Linked DNA regions of Sus scrofa: region 1 is linked to region 2. The links are chromatin contacts, called in public Hi-C maps. All regions are on one chromosome and are shown on one strand. The core of a region is the stretch at or near the end of the contact, and the rest is flanking DNA. Distances in the headings are between cores, read along the strand shown. Region 1 overlaps RUNX1T1 (protein CBFA2T1). Region 2 has its middle 420 kb from the start of TRIQK.

Region 1 (7,077 bases), core at 1,687-4,186, 510 kb after region 2:
AGTCCTGCTTAGAAGGAAAACTGTTGATGTTTTAAAGGAAACTAATAATAACAGCAACAACCCTTGCTTTAGAATTGCTTTCTCTTCATCTTCCATAAGAAGAAAGCTCTTTGTTTAAAAGAAGATATAATTCTTGGCCTTCTGCCTCATATATCTCTATTGGGGGGGTTGTTTAACAGTATGATAAAAATATATAAGGTGCATGGGAGTTCCCATTGTGGTTCAGCAATAACGAAGCTGACTAGTATCCATGAGGATGTGGGTTTTATTTTTATTTATTTATTTATTTATTTATTGTCTTTTGTCTTTTTAGGGCTGTACCCATGGCATATGGAGCTTCCCAGGCTAGGGGTCTAATTGGAGCTGTTGCTACCGGCTTATGCCAGAGCCACAGCAACACCAGATCTGAGCTGCATCTGCAACCTACAACACAGCTCATGGCAATGCCAGATCCTTAACCCACTGAGCAAGGCCAGGGATGGAACCTGCAACCTCATGGTTCCTAGTCGAATTCATTTTCGCCACACCATGACAGTAACTCCCATGAGGCTTTGGGTTTGATCCCTGGCCTTGCTCAGTGGGTTAAGGATCTGGCGTTGCTATGACTGTGGTGTAGGCTGGCAGCTGCAGCTCCCATTCAATCCCAAGCCTGGGAACGACCATATGCTACAAGTGCAGCCCTAAAAAGAAAAAAAAAAAAAAGAAAAAAAAATATATATGGTATAGATTGCACATTGAAAAGAATCATGGATTTTAAAATTTGAGCATATATTGCAGATAGGTAGTATCATTGTCCTTACCCACCCCCATCCCATTACAGCCGTATTCTCTTCTGATCATAAGGCATATATCTGGCCTGCTGGTGGTGAAGCATTGCAGCATGGAAGATCTATATTGAAAGCAAAAATGCATGACAGAGACACATATTTTAAAATAAGTTAACGCATGTTATTTGTTATAATATGCAAATACTGATCCTTCACATTATGCATCAAAAACTCTTTGTTGAGTTTCTTCCCTCTCTTGTGTGTATGAGTGTGTATACATACTTTAACAGTGATGTGTTTAGACACTATATACATTTATGTTTATATGTGTGTTGGCCTATTTTATAAATGTTTGGCTTTTTTTTAATGTTTCATGTAGCACTGAAAAATTTACTCTTAGTTTTTTCTTTTTTGTGATGGCAGTGGAGGTATATAAATATGGGATTTAGACTCAAATTGACCCAAGAGTAGAGAGTAAAAATCACATACTTTTAACTTGAGAAAACATGGAGTATTTACCCCCAGTGTTTTAAAGCGTATCCAAAATATGCAGTGTTCGCTATTCTAGAATTTGTTTTGAAGCAGTTCTTCTATTATGTGTGCCTTTGTGAGAAGTAGATGGGTTTGGGACAGCTAGGAGTGATGTCCAGCCTGAGAAACTTTCTCTTATAATCCATTGAGGGAAATACTAAGAAATGTCCAATATTTGTTACATGAAAAAATTAACTGGCCATATAAGAGGCAAGGGCATATTAGCATGGGAAGCAGTTATGACACAGGAAACTTGTTACAAAATGGTGTGTATTGATGTTTGAATCATGGGCTGGGATATTTATGTAGTCCCAATTTGTAGATATTGTATGCGTTTCAAAAGCCACATTTGTGTTTTTAAAAAGAATGAATTAAAAAAAATTAGTTTAGATGATGCTGTGCACCTTCAAATATTGGTATCCTTATTAGGAAAAGAAGGTTATTTTCTTAAGCAAATTTGTTGGCTTTTGAGAGTCTTTGCATTTATTTTTAGTTTTTCTTGGTCATGTTCGAGGGGTCTGATAGCATTAATGGGCTTTACCCCACATGGAGCTTTGAGCTTATTGTAGCACTGCACACTGATCCCAGGTCAGTGTGATGCGTGAAATCAATTTATTTGAATCTCTTTGCCTCTATAGGAATTTGGCAGCATGCCAGTTGTTTTCATTTAATGTTCTTTGTGTTGAACACAGACAAGCAGGCATGCTTTTGTATTCATCTCTCTTTTGGTCTCTGTCTCTTGCAGCCAATATTTTACTCTATGGATTTTGAGATGAAGGAAGAATATATTATTTATATGATTCTAATCATTACTTAATGGGGGGTGTGCTACTTTCTTATCTTTTAAGGGGTATTTTTTTTATATTCCTGAATTTTTATGGTGACTTTCTTGGTACACAAATATTTTACAGGCTTTTAAAAATAAGATTTTCGATGAAACATAATAAACCAGATTATAGGTGGTAACTTACTTTTCCAAATGCTCATTTATCAAAACTGAAAATAACAGTATTAACACCATACAACAGATATTTAAGCTGTGAGCTGGATTATCAAAATCACTTATTTCTTGGGGAGTTTTCTGAATGTGATGATTCTTATTTTAGTCAAATAGATGCCAAAGAAAAACGTGATTATTATCTGGCTGTTCCTGTGTTTGAATAACTCATCTTGATTAAGACACTGGTGTTTTACATAGATTTGTTATATGTGAATTTTTACAAAGTTCCTGCCATGAGGGGGATTTTTTGCTTTTTTAAACTTTGGAGGGTAATGACAGGGAATAGCACAGAGGTTTTTTTTTTTTTTTTTTTTTTTTTTAATGACAGATAGACTCAGACCTTTCCATGGATGTTTTTGTCAGGAGGATTTCTTTCTGGGTCAGCTTTAGGAAGAGGTGGAGAAGGAAATGAGAGAGAGTGGAGAAGAGAAAGCTCTGTTGATGCTCCGGGCAGTTCTTGCGGAAGTTGATATGCAGAACCAGGGAGCCGAGGCTTTGGGGTCAGGCTGTACCCAGCAGCCCTGCTTCCTTGTTTAATTACCTGAAGAGCAAAACAGTCAGCCTGAGAGTGTGTGAAAGCCCAGTATCTCTGCAGCCGCCTGGCGCTCTGACATCCTGCAAGGCCAGCCCTGTCTGTCCGCCAGCGTCAGGCTGGCTCCCGCCCTGGGTTCCTTTCTTTTTGGAGGCATTGTGTAGAAGAGGGTTTGGTCCGGAATCCGAGGTTCCTGCCAGGGCTGTGTCCCTGCCTTCTCTTTCTGGACTACACTGACAGACATGCTGGATTTTTTTTTTTTTTTTTTTTTTTTTAAGATGGGTTTAAAAATCTGTCTTTTGCATTTTACACTCTGGCCCTGCTACAAAATAATATCTCTATCAACAGCCACAGACGGTAACTGGTGGAGGACTGGACTCAGTTAATGGTTTCTCATTTTCCTAATTCCTATTATATAGTGTCCTACGTGTGTTCTCTTCTGGGTCAGATTCATGAGTAGTTTGATGTGGAACTAATAATTTGTTTTTATAAGGTAGTTTGGGGTTTTTAATCTGTCCATGACAATAGAATCGTCCATTTTTAAACAAAGATGATAGAACCTTGAAGGTTGGGGTTTTGCCTTTCCTTGGATTTCAGTATGAACTTGGACATTTGCTTTGGGAAGGGCCACACCCTTCGATGAAGCTGGAGTGGTGAGAAGTAATACATGGACAGAAATATATGGCCAATTTGAGAGTAGTTATAGAATAAATATTCTGGGGAAGGCTTGGAGATGGAGCCATTTGGGAGCTCCCTGGAGTAGAAGATGTTATCTTACCACCAAGAGGAAATCCAGCAGGTTCTTTATCCACAGTGTGGGCTGATGAAATGTCCGCACTGTGGGTGGGGGAGCGAAGGTGGTGGTGGTGGGGTTTCCTGCAAAGGGAGGGGAAAGTGTGACTACACGTGCAGTGATTTGGTTTTTCCAACTACTTCATTAGGATTCTGTCATGCAGACTCAAGAGCATTTACCCTTTTCATGCACATATGTGCTTCCCATTAATGTTAACGGGAGCTGTGGGCACGTAACGAGAGAGCAGTGTGTCCCTTCGTGGTGTGCATGAGCACAGCTCCAGGGGATTGATTCTGGTCTTTGCAAAGAATAAAGAAATTGGACTTTGCAGGGAAGAGTTCGGTAGGAATTATTCTAAAAACTTATTTTTCAGATTATATTTATGGAAGCAATGTCAATATTTTCTGTGTGTGTATACCATTCCAGTGAAAAGTATATAATCATTTAAATAATTGGATTAGCCTGGTGCGTCTTGTGATGGAACTGGCATCACCGTGATCTATTATGCGCTAGCAGAAGTAGCTCTGCCATAAGTGTTATGTGTATCCTCGGGCATGTGCATGTTTATTTATGTATCAGCCTGCTGCATTTCTTTCCGGGTATTTCTCTTTCAACATCAGTATAAATATGAGAAAAGAAAACATGTAAATATAGTTTAAGCCACAGTCAACATTCCTAACTGGTGTCTTCCTCCACTGACAGACTCACTGCAGGTACCCCCCTCCCCCCTTTCAGGCTCCAACTTTTTGGTAGTTCTATCCAGCTGGAGCTTTCTTAAGTGCAAGTAACGTTAACACCAGTTGTAGCATTAAGCCTTAGCAGCAGAGAGTGTATAATGTGAGAAAAACTTGGAGGATGTTGAAAAGTGAATTGGCAGAGGTGTGGCTTGCGGGTGGTGGCACAGGAATTAAAGAACAAAATATGAACAAGAAAATGGGGTTGGTGCCTTGTGCTGAGTGTGCTCAGTAAGTGTGAAATGAAATGGCAAGGAAAAAGTATATCTGTGGAAGAAGAGGATGGGAGGAAGTAAATTACTCTAAAAAAGAGGAGGGAATAACCAAGATCTATTTGTAACTGTGGGCCTGTCAGTTTACCAGCAAGAATCAAAACAGGTTTTTTTGATAGATAAAAAAGTCATAGTATTCCAAAATTTTAATAAGATTTTGGTATCTACAAATAAAAATTTTAATAAGTCAGAATGACAATTGAAATTTCCATACAGAGTAGAAATTGGGTTGAGATTTATAGGTTTTAACCACCATTATTTAACACCGTTATTTAACCACTGTTATTTCAGAATATACAGAGTTACATTCTATTTTGCCTGGTCTCGTTGGGGGTGAGGTGGGGGTGAGGGGTGACATGATGAAACCCAGTAGGGTAAGGGTGAAACATTAATTTACAAATTTACATTACCATAAAAGCAGATATACTGCGTTGGATATTATTTGAACAAATGAAGCCGTTTTGGAATGAAAACTTGTAATGGAATCCATGGAAGCTAAAAATCATTTTTGAGTAAGTTTGAATTTGTTTATAAATGTGGCAAATTAGTATTTGTGGATGCATTTTGCTAATTTGCAATGTGGAGAGAATAGAAGTGGAGAGTTTGTTAGAGATAAAAGTCCAGTGAGAAGAATGTGATGAAAAAATTCTGTGCTTTTTTTTTTTTATTGCTGTGTATTTGCTCCACCTGGTGGATTTTGTTGAAAGTGTTTTAATTCATGTTAATGAAAAGAATATCTTTCACGCAATTTATAGGAAGACAGATCTTTTGTTTTATTTTTGTTGCTGTGAAAAATAGTTTCATTCCTATCAAGGTCAACACATTTATGTCTTTTATTCAGTACTTACATTGCATTGAAAGTAATATTTATTGTTTCTTCTGGTTCAAAATATAATACATGCTAACTTTAGAAGATGTGAACAATAGATGAAAATAGGAAAATAAACATGATTTATAATTTCATCACCCAAGAACTATTGCATTATTTTTAGGAATAGATGTTATCAGAAGACCATTTTGCATTTCCATTTACTTAAAGGTATGTGAAATGATAAATACTATGCCAAAATGTGGTTGATGGTGATTATTTTAATTATATTTGGACATATGCTGCCCTTAGAATTCCCTTCTCTTAAAAAAAAAATCAATGTTTTATGAGAACTGCATTTGTTTGGTAAGCTACATGTCTACAGAAGGCAAAGGTAGCAGAGATTAAAGGTACCTCATGCATTCATAGGGCTGTTCATGGGGTGATGAGATCTGTCGTTTGCTGGGCTTACACAGATTGCTTTTTTTAGAAATCTTAAGGATTCAGTTGTTCTTTGATCATCTTATTGTTTTCCTTAGGTTATTCTTTTTTCTCCTTTAGACTCTAAAAGCTCTGTAACAGAAGGTGAAGTTTTGAAAACAGTGCCTCCATATGCAAGGGATTTGGAGACCTTTTTATTGTCTTTAAAATTGTCATTCATAGTCCTCATTAGCATTTATTGTTGCAAGCGTACAAGCAGAAAATGTGAAATTGGTATGTCATGAATAGCCCCACAGAGCTCTCGAGCCTCTGACTTTGCCTGCAGTGTGGTGTGGGCTGGGCTTTGAGGGAAAGCTGTCCAGATGGCTGCCTGCACAGAGCAGAGCTGCAGGTTTTTGTCTCTGGTGCTGGGAGGAGGGAAAGTTCATTGGAGCATACGCCATCACCCTTGCGTTTTAACAAAACTAACTCGCCATTAGTCAGGATGGGAAGGTGGTGACATTGAAACAAAGGTTTTCCATATAGTGTTACAGTCCTTGTCAAATGGATGAAGGATGAGTAGAGTGTTTTCTACATTATCTGAGTGATTGTTATAGTTATAAAAAAAGATAAACTATGTGGTAACTTATTTGCAGATGTACATGCAAGTGTATTCTTTTTAAGATTGTCTGTTTTTATGGGAAAATGCTTTTTCTTTTTAAGCATGTTAATAGTTTTATTGAAATACAAGTTATATACCATACACTCCATCCATTTAGAATTTACATTCAGTAGTTTTTAGTTAATTCATAGTGTTGTGCAGGAAAATGCTTTTGTATGAAGAGACAGAGTTGATATGGCCAGTGTACAGCCTGTCAATTACTAAGGAGGTGTTTTAAATTTTTTAAGTAATTACCCTTTGCTGGGGCCTTTGGAGTCATCACATGTAATGAGGTTAGTAGGTTTGAAGTTTGCATTTAAGTAATAAAACATTCACACAATGTGTTATATCTGTTTGAATATTTCAGAACTTTTTTGAATACTAGGTATTGAAAATCAAAAGGTGTTGGTAGAAAGAACTGCAATGTATTGTGAAATTTTAAGGGCCTTGCACTGTCAGAAACAATTCGTAATGATTATGAATATAGATTTTGTTTATGTGTAGTACATATATTAAACAGATTTCGTTTTGCAAAATTATATATCCATGCACCCTGTAT
Region 2 (7,060 bases), core at 338-2,837:
TCAGCTTCATGCAGCTCTCAGTACTGCATCAGTGAGGGGCAGTCTCACCTGAAGCAGGAGAAGTTGGAGTGCTCTCCTGTCTCCCTTACTTCCCAGCCATGAGATATGCAGAAGCAGAAAAACTTGAGATTTTCTGTTTATGTCCACTTCCCCAGGGGTGTGGCCAACAAGAGCTGGAGGCTTTGCCTGAGTTCACACTAAGTATGTTCAGCTGGAATGTGGCATAACTTAAATGGTTAGATCATGATGTTTTAAAAGTTCCAAAGTGTTTTTTTTTTTTTTTTTTTCCTGGAAGCTGATGGCTGGTGGATGACTGATTAGAGAGTTAAAAATAAAGAGGTAACATGATTGACAACTCATAAATACCAGGGATTGTTGGAAGCACTGAAATCTCCTTGGTGGATTCTGCATATTTTATTTCTGGTGGAGAAAGGAGTGGGGAGAGAGAAGGCTGGGAGGGAGACAGAGGCAGAGGGGGAGGGAGATGCTCAGAGAAAATGAAGACAACATTTCCATCTGGGGTTTGTGCTTTTCTGAGTGCCGACTCATTTTGATAGATTATTAGAAAACTCATATTTGCTCATAAATGTGAAAAAATAGCAAATGTAAAATTTGCAAATTTATTCCTAAATGTAGTTAAATTCATAAATATTTAGACATTTTCTGTAAAGCTTCTAATTTATAACCTTTACATGAATCTATAATTTGGTATAAAAGCTTCTAAATGCAGTAGTAATGTCACAAACGTCTATAAATATTCACATCTCATTTACAAGTGTTCTACACACCATGAGATGAAGAAATTGTGAATGCAAACCATTTTTCAGGTGGATTTCTGCCTAGGTGTATCAGGACAATGAACAACGAACACCTTTAAGAGATCATTTCACAACCATATTTATAGTCTATTGCTTGTATAATCTAAAAATTCTCCACTAAGAATAATTAGAAAAAGTTACAGAGGCAACTAAGAACAAATGAACAGATTCAAATATAAAAATTGAAAATCAAGATCTCAGAAGTTGGAATAAAATTTCTAGTGACTAGAAAATGCCAAGTAGAATAGTGAGTTCTCAAATAAATCTTCCTAGGGCTCAGTTTTTTCATCTGTAAAATGGTGATAATACAGTCTTTATAAAGTTTTTATTAATGGTCAGGACTATGAAAGTAATAGACACTCAACTCAAAAGTGCTTAAGAAAACTGAAATCAAAATTCAGTGGCTGACATTCCAGTAAACTTCAAAACTATCTGGATGCAGAGACCAAAATCAGGGCCTTTCTTATCTACATTTTACTGTCTCTAGGCTGTGTCTCATTTACGCGCATGCGCACACACACACACACACACACACACACACACACACACACACCAAGCTCTGATGTTTGCTCTCCTTCTCACTGAAAGCACTTCTCATTCTGCTTTCTCTCCCAGCTCAGTTTTTCCAGACTCATATCACCATTACACATACTGACCTCAATAGTATAACAGCTTCTCTTTCTCAATTATTCTATCAAAGCTCACCGGACAAATTATCATGAGATTGACTTGGAACATTTCCCTGTCCCTGAACTTGTCACCATGATCAGAAGAATGGGATTCCCCCTAGCTGGTCTGGGACTCATTCTCACCACCATGCAGCCAGGGGAACTTGCAGCCCTGTAAATAGAGAGTGAAAAAACTTGGGTCTGATATGGGTGCTGTCACCAGAAGGAAAGGGGGCTGGATGCTGAACAAACAAAAGCCACAGATGCTCTGTATATGTGGACAGAGGTTAAAGAGAAGCAATGCATGAAATGCCTCAACCCAGTGTTCAGTATGTAAGAAACCCTCAACAGTAAGCCACTACTTACCATTGTTAGTGTAGAGACAAGAAAATAAGCATTAAAATAGGAAATAGAGAATTCTAAAACGAGTGTTACTATTCAAAACTGTGTTCAAAAATTCTCAGGAAACCAGATTCTCCCCACTCATAGCATCCACCATGATCACGTAAGACCTCTCCTATCCCCACAAAGCCATGGGCACTTCTCCTAGGTGCCACGGAGTCAGGGAGAAATCAGCTTCAGCCTGTGGCACACTATCAATACACAACCATAGAGCAGTCTTGGTCTCTGCAGTTTGTCTCTGTTATAAATCCCTCTTTGTAGAATTGGGTTCCATATTTCTTGGGTTTGGTGATGCTGTTACTACCATGTAGCAGGAAATTTTGATGCTTCATGAGGTTAACTAAAGAAAATTAGGGAAATATCCTTATACCTTCTTCAAAATGTGCTCAGCTGAATGCTAGATCATTCCTCCTAACCTTTTTGGACTCATTTCCTGTTTCCTTTATCCTAATTGTATGTATCTTATGTTTATGTATTGGCTATTTTAGCACCATAACTGCTTCCCCTTTTTTTCTAAGTATGTGGGTTTTTTTGTTTTTTTTTTTTTTTCAAACTTCATGGAGGTTCTTCCATGCCAATACTCCAAAATCTGGTAAAGAATTCTTTGCCCATTGAATCCACATTCTCCATTTTATCATTAAAAAAGAAAAAAAAAAAATTCCTGCCTTGCCTTTAGCTTTCCACACTGAAAAACTATAATCTCTTTAGTCTATTTCCATAAGAAAGCCTCTAGCCCTTTAATCATTTTAGCTGTCCTTCCCTAAATCCTCTGCTGCTGGTTCATCTTTATTAAGTGTGGTGAGCAGACTACATACATGTACTTGTATTGCTTTTATCACTGGAATTATTTACCCAAAGTCATGCTGTAGGCTTACCTGTTCACTCCCAAACCAAAATAGCCTTCAACATCCCAAGCTCAACTGCTATTTCTCATATATCATCTTGCTTTCTCTTTTTGTTTGCAGTATTCCCACTATTTCTTTGGAAAATGGGGCTTTGGTATGTACCTACCATACAGGGTTGTGTGGTGAAACTCTTGCACAGCATGTAGAGAATGTTGAATGGTTTCCTGGCACATAGAAAGCCCTCAATAAACATTTGCTAACATTATAATTTTGACTATTACTATCATAATAGCTCAGTTGAAATTTGAGGACCCTCTAATGACATCAGCATCTGACTTGGACACTGGCCCTTTACTTGAATGAGTCTCTTTTAGATCACAGCCTTAAAAAAATTGAAGATTTTGATGTGTGAAGCATCTGCACATAAAAGTAATAAACAGTTTTTAGCAGACATTGATTTGGCAATAATAAAAATAAGGAGTCAGATTTTTCTGATCTCAAAGGAGTAAGTAATTCAAAGAAAATAAATAGGGGAACAACTAGTTCAGTCGAGAAGTTGGCATAGATTACAAAATATTGGGCCTGCCTTCCGGTTTTCAGTTTCTTCCGTAATATAAAAATTGTCCTTTAGTCACGGTGTAGTCTTTCTTGGAATCCTTATTTTAATTCTGTAACATTTATATTCCAGGAGTAACAGCAAATCTGCTGATTACTTATGAAAGCAGGGGGGAAAAAACATTTGCAATTACAGTCAAAATTAAAGTTATTTTCTAATCTTCTCATCCTTTTTAAGGAATGAGAAACTTTAAATATGGTCAACGTAGCACATTTTAAGTGTCAAACTTACTGAATTTTTCTATGCCAATTGAATAATAATTTTCTATAAAAACAGTGTGTGTTCTACGGAATTTTTATCATTTGACCTGTTTAATATAAGTTGAAAAATTATTCTTGTGTAAGTACCATTGCATAATGCTGTATGTTGAGCTATTAAGATATATTTAGTAATTCCATTAGAACTGCACCATCGTGAGCAGGGCAGAGCATATGGAAAGAAGTTGGTGAAAAACTGATTAAACATTTATATCAAGTACATTTTGATTTAACTCACATAAATAATTCATTTTTATGTTTTCTTTCTTTCAAAATAAACCTTTTTGACACCTGCTGTGCTAAAAATAATGCTAGCATGGCTGTAATAAAGAAACTCTTAAAGCTCACAGCAATGACATCATCTGGTACTCATGCAGATACTAAATTGTCAGCACATAAGTGTAGTAAGGAAGACTTGGCATTATTTATTATTGATTTAGTGCCTCAAAAATATACCAGGCTTAGTGGCAAGAAAAACACCTGGCTGAATTTGAGTATAGAGTTTGTCTCAAGAAAATCTAAAAATGAAAGGGCTTACGGAGACACACAAGAAAATGTATGAGAAAGCCATAAAGATACTGAACCTCATTCCTTCCCTTGAGCATGAGTATAAACTGAGAGATTAAGATTGAATGAGCTAAAGCAAAGACCTTGAGAGATCTTAGAGTCTCTTCACAATGGGAAGGGAGAGATATAGGCAACAAGATGATACTGACTACAATGGGTCAAAGCAGCATCATTTTAGGATAAGCAATTCCGAAGTTCCCATTGTGGTGCAATAGAAATGTATCCGAATAGTATCCATGAGGATGTGGGCTTGATCCCTGCCTCGATCAGTGGGTCAGGGATCCGTCATTGCTGTGAGCTCTGGTGTAGATCACAGACGCGGCTCCGATCCGCCCTTCCTGTAGCTCTGACGTCAGCTAGCAGCTGTATCTCTGATTCGACCCTTAGCCTAGGAGCTTCCATATGCTGCAGCTGTGGCTGCAGCCCTAACCACCACCCCCCAAAAGAAAGAATACACCCCCCCCAAAAAAGAATAGTAATTCCTAAGGTAAGAAACAAACACCACTGGACCACTGGAAGCACGAGGAATGGTATTGTTGGGTGTTCGCAGGCATGATATTGAATAGGATTGAATCATATCATCAAAAAATCATTTCCTTTTAATCCTCATTTAATATTTCTAGATAAGTTTAGGAGCAAGTCTTAGAGATCTTCTTCCTCTAACATTCTTATAACACTATTCAATTTCCCCTTTTTACAAAGGTACAAGGACTCATGCCCCGAGCCCTTCCGGGCAGTGGCATAGTGGATAACATCACCTAACCAAACTTTGGTAAGATACCCTTATTATAAATTTACCTACATGCAGCAAATGATAGGTTTTCTACACATGGTATGATATTAAATTAACCTTAAAAGCATTTTGTCAAAAACACAAATCTGTTTACCAGAAATCGTTATGTAAATAAGAGTGAATCACAGAAGCAGCCTAGAAAGGAGATATTTTTAGGCAGAATTAAAACAATAGTGACACATCTAGCCCCAAGAAGTGGCTGATACTGGCAGATTCTACCTAAAGGAGACCTTTGGAGTGAGTGTGATGAGGCACTCCTCTGCTTTAGACTCCTTGTGGACTGAGTGTAAGAGGGTGCCCTGGATGGCCTGGCAGACTCCCCTTAAGCCAGCCTTTCTCACACACACCAAAAGGCATAACTGATTGCTTATTGATGAGATCCTGTTAAATAAAATTTATTTATTCTGAGAGAAAACACATCAAAGCACTCCAATTTACACATTGGAAAAAGAACATCCCCCATTTGACACTTGCAAACTCAGACAATACCTGATTAACAAATTATTTGTATGAGCTAATTTACTTAGAGGGTGATTTGTTTTTTTCATAATGTACTTTTTGAAAAATTTTAAAAATAAGATATTATATAACTATTATCCTGTCTGTTGGAACATGGCATTGACAATGTATTTCACTGGACTACATTAATTCAGCAGAAAAGGCAGATGTTTTCCATTTTGTTCTTAAGAGCACTTAGCAAGAAAGACCATCAGGGAAAGTGTGGGAATATCATATTTTAAGCGGTCCTGGACCTTGAAAATGCAAATATTGTTACATTTATTATTTAAAATTAACCTTTTCCCCGTGATTACTAAGCTAATGTATTTTCATTCTTTAAAACTCGCAAACTATGAAAGAGCTGAGGTAAATGAACTATAATCCCATTATTTAGACATAAACACTAGTAATATTTGTTAAGTGTTTTAAGATGAGATTGTCTTCCCATGTTTCCTGTAGGACTTTATAACAGTCTATTTATTTTTAAAAATTCCACATCAATTAGTATTCCTCTTCAGCAGAGGTTTGTGAACTGTGAACTGTATTTAGGCAGCACATGTAGGCAACATTGAGTTCCTTGGGCCATTGTAAACAGGGAAGCTTAACTTCCATATTCTTTCAATATTAGGTTTCACTTAAGATTTCATTCAGTTTAAAACATGAGAAAATATTTTCCTTGACAATGGTTTTCCTGGCTTCATAATTTCCATAATATAATCAATTTTGTGTTTTTCAAATTGTGATTGTCTTCGACTTTCCAGTTATAAGTAAAAACTTTGATAAACATTTGATCTATAAATGTTTAGGAATATAAACACTACATTGAAATGAAATTTTTTGGTTAAAGAGTATGGACATATTAAGATTAATTTCCTTAGAAATGAAATATCAATTTTCTTTCTTACCAGTGGTATCTGAATGCATGTTTACTACAACTTCATCTTCATTAAGTATTATTTCTCTGCTACTCTTTCAGTTTCATTTCTAAAAAGAAATGTTCTTATTTAAATGTTCATATATGAATAAGGATATTCAGCAAATAACTTTAAAGGAGCTTAATATTATTCATTAATTAATGCTTACATTTGAATGGGATCTGGAGAGCAAAATTACAATGATGGAGAAATCATACTTACCTAATTATTACTTCTATTCCATTATGTATGGTTGTTTATATAATGCTTTCTTCTTCTAGAATATAAAGTAGAACTTCAGGTTGGCCTTCCATTCTCTGATATATATATACAAAATGAAAAAAACTAGGTATTCTGTATCAGTGATCAATAAATTTGTGGATTATGCACTGTCCACAGATCTCTGCTCAAGCTAGTGGGTGTTTATATAATGGAATCATTCTGTCTTCATTAGTGGCCTGAATTAATCACCGTCTCCACAAATAATACTTCCTTAGTTACTTGTTTCTCCACTTAATACTGATGACATTCTGTTTTGCAATATAGTTCTTTTTTGCACTAGTCTTACCTCTCCTTCTAAAGTCCATTTATCTGTGAATCTCTCATAGCGGTTTGCAAAAACCTTGATTTATATTTCAATACTCACTTGTTTATTCAATATACATTTACAGGGCAACTACTA

Evidence for each region. A called contact is a pair of places that touch in the nucleus more often than the background predicts.
Region 1: a Hi-C map of embryonic fibroblasts shows a contact between it and region 2, with 1.8 times the contacts expected there. The contact joins two enhancer-like sites. A contact is called at or near these places in 2 of 47 Hi-C or Micro-C datasets (embryonic fibroblasts and heart right ventricle) and 1 of 2 datasets of contacts at active chromatin or transcription factors (skeletal muscle).

What each region holds. Positions count from the first base shown.
Region 1 is chr4:44,627,400-44,634,476 of Sscrofa11.1, forward strand. The region is part of intron 5 of RUNX1T1 (protein CBFA2T1); the gene reads left to right. All of the region lies in intron 1 of LOC110260259 (a long non-coding RNA gene), which reads left to right. Among named protein-coding and RNA genes, the nearest start is that of RUNX1T1, 31 kb to the left of the region's middle. Within about 2 kb of position 2,937, at least 19 of the 83 cell types and tissues checked have an H3K27ac peak or open chromatin away from gene starts, as enhancers often do.
Region 2 is chr4:44,123,629-44,130,688 of Sscrofa11.1, forward strand. No RefSeq gene overlaps it. Among named protein-coding and RNA genes, the nearest start is that of TRIQK, 420 kb to the left of the region's middle. Within about 2 kb of position 1,588, at least 1 of the 83 cell types and tissues checked has an H3K27ac peak or open chromatin away from gene starts, as enhancers often do.